2 separate regions of the Zea mays genome follow, and region 1 is linked to region 2. A link is a contact called in public Hi-C data. All regions are on one chromosome and are shown on one strand. Each heading gives the region's core, a stretch centred on a gene start, on an enhancer-like site or on the middle of the called end of the contact. The rest is flanking DNA. Distances are from core to core; before and after follow the strand shown.

Region 1 (3,201 bases), core at 74-2,573, 340 kb before region 2:
GCAAGGAAGAGATACTGACAAATGTGAGAGGAGTTGGAAAAACATACCACAGTCATCATCATCATTGTCTGAGTATGCTGGTGAAGTGGATGGTGTTCCATTCTCAACTTGCTCACTTGACCTCCACTCAGCTAAAGAATCCCCAGGATGACTCTGTTGGTCACTTGGCATCTCTTCAGATGATGAGGATCTAGCATCACCACCATTGTCCTCGGTCAAAGTGTCAACCATTATCCGATCACTAGCCATTATCCGATCACCTGAACACGTACAGCTTCGTTTCACTTGTCGTTTTCCTTCCTGCAGTTTCAAGAAACTAGAATGGTAAGTCTCTGCTTCACTAGACGACCAGAGATACAAAAAAGATAAATCCAGAAGCGAGGCTACAGAGATAGGTCCCGAAAGTAATAAGCTTTGTAGACAGTACAAACAAATGGTAACTAGCTGGTCTGCATAACTCATTGATGCATGCATCTCAGGCTAATGGCCGCAAAAGCATGCATGCTATCAAGCAGGCATTGCAGACAACGAGACAAAAAACATACATATTCAAGACAACATCGAAGCAAAAGTAACACCCAAAGGAGTGAATTCATGTCTCATGATATCAAGAATGCCTTCTAATCCCCGTAACACAACTCCTGACCGTAAAACCTCCCTGGTTTCAAGAGGATTTCAAGAAGTAATAACCTTATCCGAAAGAAATAATCTAGCGTCAAAAGAACTGAAAGCCTCCAAAAGATCAAACCATACACAAGAACTGAAAGCCTCCACGGAATCAAGCCATACATAATAAATCTTGAATAGGAGCTGGATTACTCTCCAAAAGCGCAAGAATTAGATACTGCAGCTGCCTCCGAAACCATCACCGAATGAACGAACGAATTGACAGGGAGTCTAAAACAGGAGCCGACGAGCCCAATCAAATCCAATCGAAGCCAAGCGCACGCCGAGCCCGTTCTTGCGTGGGAACCCAGCCTACCAGAACGAACGAGCCGCCTCTAGATCGGGAGGAGCCGCGCTGCAATGCTCACCTGGCCGGCAAATCTCCCCGATTCAGCTAGGATCCGACCCCCGACCGGGTAGACCGCCACGCGCGCCGTGCGTGCGTCCCCACGGACCGTGCGGAGATCGAGAGTTGACCCTCTTCCCTTCCGCTCGTCGTCGTCGGCTGCGGAGGGGGGCTGCGGCGTGCGCGTGCGCGTGCGCGAGCGCGAGCGCCCAGTGGAGTCGGGTAGGGGGTGGCGAAATGGAAGTCGGGGGAGGATGCCTGTTGAATAATCGGATCGGGTTTAGGTTTAGCTACTATGCTCTTTTCTGCGTCTCTAGCCTATCGTTTCTTTTGTCTTGCGATATTCCACGTAGGAGTGAAAACGGTCGGAAACGATCGGTAAACATAAAAACTATTTTCGTTTTCATTTTTTTTTCTCGGAAACGAGATCGAAAACGGTAACTTCAGAAACGAAAACGACATCGGTAATTCAAAAACATCGGAAACGAAAGTTCGGTACGAAAATTAGACCGGTTACGATCGAAATCTAAAAATTCGATCGGTAAAAACTGTAACATGTACCCTCAATTGACTTCAAAAATTCATGCAAGTCATACATTTATATAAAATTAGTAATAGTATATAAGGTAGGAGGTCATAATAAATAAATAAAGTAAGAAGTCATATAATAATAAAATCATTATTATGTATTTAAATAAAGTAGAATCAAGATGTGTATAATGATATGTCACTTACATTCTATTTGTACTTCTACTACTCGGTATAGTCAATATAATTAGTGTCCTCTTGGTACTTCTTAAGTTCTCGTGTAAATTATGAATATATGTATCAAGAGTAATAACAGGTAAGAAAACATAAATAAGATTTATAAAAGTTTCAAACGATTACAAACTATATACCATTAGATAGATCTTGATTTTATAAAAATAATAAAATTAGTTTCATATTTTTCTAAGCTAAGACGAATTTATTATGAATTTATAAAGATCAATTCATATTTAATATTTTTTTCTGAAAAATACCGAATTTATTACCGACGGTAAAATACCGAGTAAAAACGGTAATTTCCGGAAATGGTCGGAGGAGATCCAAACCGTTTTTCTTTCCGATTCCGAGTTTTTCTACCGATTCCGTTTCCGTATTTCCGGTAACCGTTTTCGTTTCCGTTTAGACCTAAATTCCGATAAAACTTCGAAAACGATTTCCGGTATCCGAAAATTACCGTTTTCGTTTTCATCCCTGTCGGGGACCATAATTAGGGGTACCCTCAAGACGCCTAATTCTCAGCTGGTAACCCCCATCAGCATAAAGCTGCAAAGGCCTGATGGGTACGATTAAGTCAGGGATCAGTCCACACGAGTGACTCGATCACGCTTCGCCCGAGCCTAGCCTCGGCCAAGGGCAGCCGACCTCGAGAGACTTCCGTCTCGCCCGAGGCCCCCCTTTTTACGGCGGACACACCTCCGGCTCGCCCGAGGCCTTGGCTTCGCTTAGAAGCAACCCTGACTAAATCGCCGCGCCGACTGACCAGGTTGCAGGAGCATTTAACGCAAAGGTGGCCTGACACCTTTATCCTGACACGCGCCCCCCGGCAGAGCCGAAGTGACCGCCGTCACTCCACCGCTCTACTGACCAGTCTGACAGAAGGACAGCGCCGCCTGCGCCACTCCGACTGCAGTGCCACTCGACAGAGTGAGTCTAACAGGCAGTTAGGTCTTGCCAAAGGCGCCATAGGAAACTCCGCTCCGCCTGACCCCAGGGCTCGGACTCGGGCTAAGACCCGGAAGACGGCGAACTCCGCTCCGCCCGACCCCAGGGCTCGGACTCGGGCTAAGACCCGGAAGACGGCGAACTCCGCTCCGCCCGACCCCAGGGCTCGGACTCGGGCTAAGACCCGGAAGACGGCGAACTCCGCTCCGCCCGACCCAGGGCTCGGACTCGGGCTAAGACCCGGAAGACGGCGAACTCCGCTCCGCCCGACCCAGGGCTCGGACTCGGGCTCAGCCCCAGAAGACGACGAAACTCCGCCTCGCCCGACCCCAGGGCTCGGACTCCGCCCTGGCCTCGGCCGAACGATCTCCGCCTCGCCCGACCCGGGGGCTTGGGCTCGGCCTCGGCCACGGAAGACAGACTCGACCTCGGCTTCGGAGGAACCCCCACGTCGCCCGACCTAGGGCACAGGCCCGCCA
Region 2 (3,130 bases), core at 37-2,536:
ACCTAGACTTCTTGAGAGTAAGCATAAAAAAGGACAAAAATATATAAAATATGACAGTTTAACAATCAATAAGCACAAATAAGAAGGTTCCTTACTTGAGGTACTGAAGAGTCATGTTCTTCAGCAAAGAAGGATGCCGAATGACTAGATTGCGCCACTCTTCCTTGTCAATTCTTCCATCATGCTTTGTGTCTGCCTCCTCAAATGTCTTGTAATGACAGAAGAAAACAAAATTAGCGAGGGAATTTGATATCAGCAAGCAAGAGGATGACAATCTGATTATTTCTAATGCCAAACCCACTGATGTCATACAACAGCAGGGAACAATGCAGCAAGAAATAAAGAGTATACATTCATGATTCATGAAATTGACATATTGTGATTTTAATTCTTGACAAAAGTGACTGTAGAAAGTAAGAGATACACGCTAATATACTTTCTCAAAGAATGGTACGTCCAATTACATTTGCCTGCTTCTCCATCATCTGCTGGACTCAAATAAACAAGAAATACAACATCTATTTTAGCACATGTCTCATAATTTTATAAATGTTTACCAACAAGGCCCTCGGTTATTGTAGTGTTTGCAAATAAACTAAATCCTCGCCTAGACTCAAATAAAATAAGAGATAAATGTTAATGCACTTTCTTGAAGGATGCACCAAACAGTAACAAAAAATTGTAGAATGGTATGTCCGATTGTTAGAGTACTTGTTAAGGTTTCGGTCTATATATCAATCACCCAACCCCTTGAGTGGGTTTAGGGTTTCCCACATAGTGTAAAGCTAGGTTAGTTTTCAATCCTCTCTCCCACCACCCCAGCCGCTGCCCAGCAGCCACCGCCGCCGCCGCCGGTGCCCCACAACCGGCCGCCCTCCCCTGCCGCCGGCGTCCCCAACCGCCGGCCTCTCCCTCCCCTCCCCAGCCCACCGCCGGGTCCCCTGTCCAGCCGCCGCCCTTCCCTGGTCATGCGGCCGCCCCCACTCCCTCCCTCCACCTCCTAGTCGCCGGCGCGCCAGCCTCTGCACCACGGCCGCCCGCCACCCCTTCGCCACCGGCCACTGCTTCCCCAGCGCCGTCGACTGCGAGCAATGGCAGCAGCGCCGCCTTCTCCTTCCCGGGCGGATCCCGCCATGCCCGTGGCCCACCCGGCCGCTGCCGCGGCTGCTGCCGCCCAGCAGGCCCGCGCCGCCGTGGACGTGACCACCGCCGCTGTGGCATCGCCTGCCCGCAGCGTGCCCAGTGCGGCCACCACCGCCCTCACCGCTGCCCTCGTGGCTGGCGGCCTCGGTCCCCACAGCGAGCTCGCCATTGGAGGGACCCCCTACATCGTCGGTCTTGGGCCCCTCCCCGCTGCGACCCTCGTTGTCCAACCGCGCCGTGGTTCTCCTCCGGGTTTCCCCGCTCATGCCACCACCACATGGGCTAACGTCACTGCCTCCCCGCCGGCCTCGTCGGCGCTAGTCACGGCCATCGCCACTATCCAGGCGGTCGTGGAGCCTTCCCGCGACCACGAGCGCGCTGCAACCCTCACCCTGCAGCAAGAGTGTGCCATGAGCGTCGCTCTGACTGCACAGATGGCAACCTCACAGCGACTCCTCCTCGGACATCCTCCGGTCGCCCGGGAGACACCTCCGCCCACTCCCGAGGCACCCTTCGCCCTGGACTCGACGCCGACCACATCGCCGCCCTTCATGCGCAGGCAGACGGTCTCCACAACATCCCGGTCCTCGTGTCCATCATGGTTATTGAAACGACGAAACGTTGAAACGCTCATGGGTGGAGTTTTAACTTTTAAACGGTTTAAACAAAGTTTAAACGTAGTTTTAAACAACATAGGGAAATTTCAATATATCATAATTTCAGACAATTATATAAAGTCAAATACCAAACAACCAACATAAGTTCACATAATAATATTGTGCAAAATGACATGTCCACAACCACATTACCACAATAACACAAGTTCAACTAATAGCAAGTCGACAACTGCAAACAAAGTGGAATGAGATGTCTAATAGTCCACAATCACAAACATAGCACAAAAGCAACTAAAGTAGAATGCAATGTCCACAACCACAGGCACACAAGTGTTACTCAAGCACTCAATAACCATCATCCAAATCATCTAAACCAACATCATCCTTGTCTTGCTCATCACCACGGCCACCATTGTTGTTTGTTTCTTCATCATCCATGTCAAGGTCGTCAAGCACAAAATTGTCATCGTCTTCATTCTCATCACCCACATCAAGACCATCTTCATCATCCTCAAGAATTGGCACTTGAGTACCATGAGCTCTCCTAGGAAAGTAGCGTCCTTGAAGTTGTGTAGATCCCTAATTGGGTTGGGCCAAATTTTACAAGCAGGCAACTTAAACGCTCGAAACGTGGCGTTTAACTATATATAGCGTTTAAACGTCAAAACGTGACGTTTAAACGTCGTTAAACGACGTTTTACGAGGAAGTGTAAAATGTTTAAGCGTTTCGCTGTTCTATCAGTGTTTTATAGTTTAAACGACGTTTAAACGTCGTTTTAATAACCATGGTGTCCATCATGCTGGACCCAGCGTCCTCACACTACATCACCCTGTCGTCCCCGACCTGGTCCTTTATGGACATTGTGGTGTTCTCCTGGCTGCACGGCACCATCACCGTCGAGCTCCAGGACATCATCCGCGACCAGGCGGACACGGGCCGCTAGGCGTAGCTCGCCCTCAAGGAACAGTTCCGCAGGAACCGGGACGCTCGAGCCCTTCACCTCGACGCCCAGTTCCACCTGTTCTCCCAGGGGGACCTCTCCGTGGGGGGGTACTGCCGCCAGATGAAGGGCTTGGCGGACTCCCTCCGCGATCTCGGCGAGCCGGTGGCGGACCGTGAAATGTTCCCTGTAGTATAGTAGGTTCTCCGTTGGTGTGCTCTTTCTGAATTAGGTTGGTAATTCTATTTTATCCTCTGTTTTTCTTGGTTGGACCAACCCAACCGGCGATTTCCGTACCTTGGTGTTGAACCTCCTGCGTGGCCTTAGCCCCCGCTACCGCCACCTGAAGGCTCTCATCAAGAGAATTGTGCCCTTTCCCACCTTCCACGTCGTGCGGAACGAGCTTCTTCTCGAGGAGCTCACCATGAC

Evidence for each region. Hi-C and Micro-C count contacts between places; a contact is called where the count stands out from the background.
Region 1: a Hi-C map of endosperm shows a contact between it and region 2, with 2.3 times the contacts expected there. The contact joins the promoter of LOC100502244 here to the enhancer-like site in region 2. A contact is called at or near these places in 4 of 25 Hi-C or Micro-C datasets (ear, endosperm, root tip and 1 more).

What each region holds. Positions count from the first base shown.
Region 1 is chr3:117,149,039-117,152,239 of Zm-B73-REFERENCE-NAM-5.0, reverse strand. LOC100502244 reads right to left here and starts at 1,323. Exons shown (of 13, transcript XM_008675132.3): 1 at 1,035-1,323; 2 at 48-300. The coding sequence starts at 249.
Region 2 is chr3:116,806,552-116,809,681 of Zm-B73-REFERENCE-NAM-5.0, reverse strand. It overlaps LOC100192607, which reads right to left. Exons shown (of 9, transcript NR_183668.1): 8 at 96-208. Among protein-coding and RNA genes, the nearest start is that of LOC100192607, 23 kb to the right of the region's middle. Within about 2 kb of position 1,286, at least 1 of the 20 cell types and tissues checked has an H3K27ac peak or open chromatin away from gene starts, as enhancers often do. A contact at or near this core is called in endosperm, where this site is marked.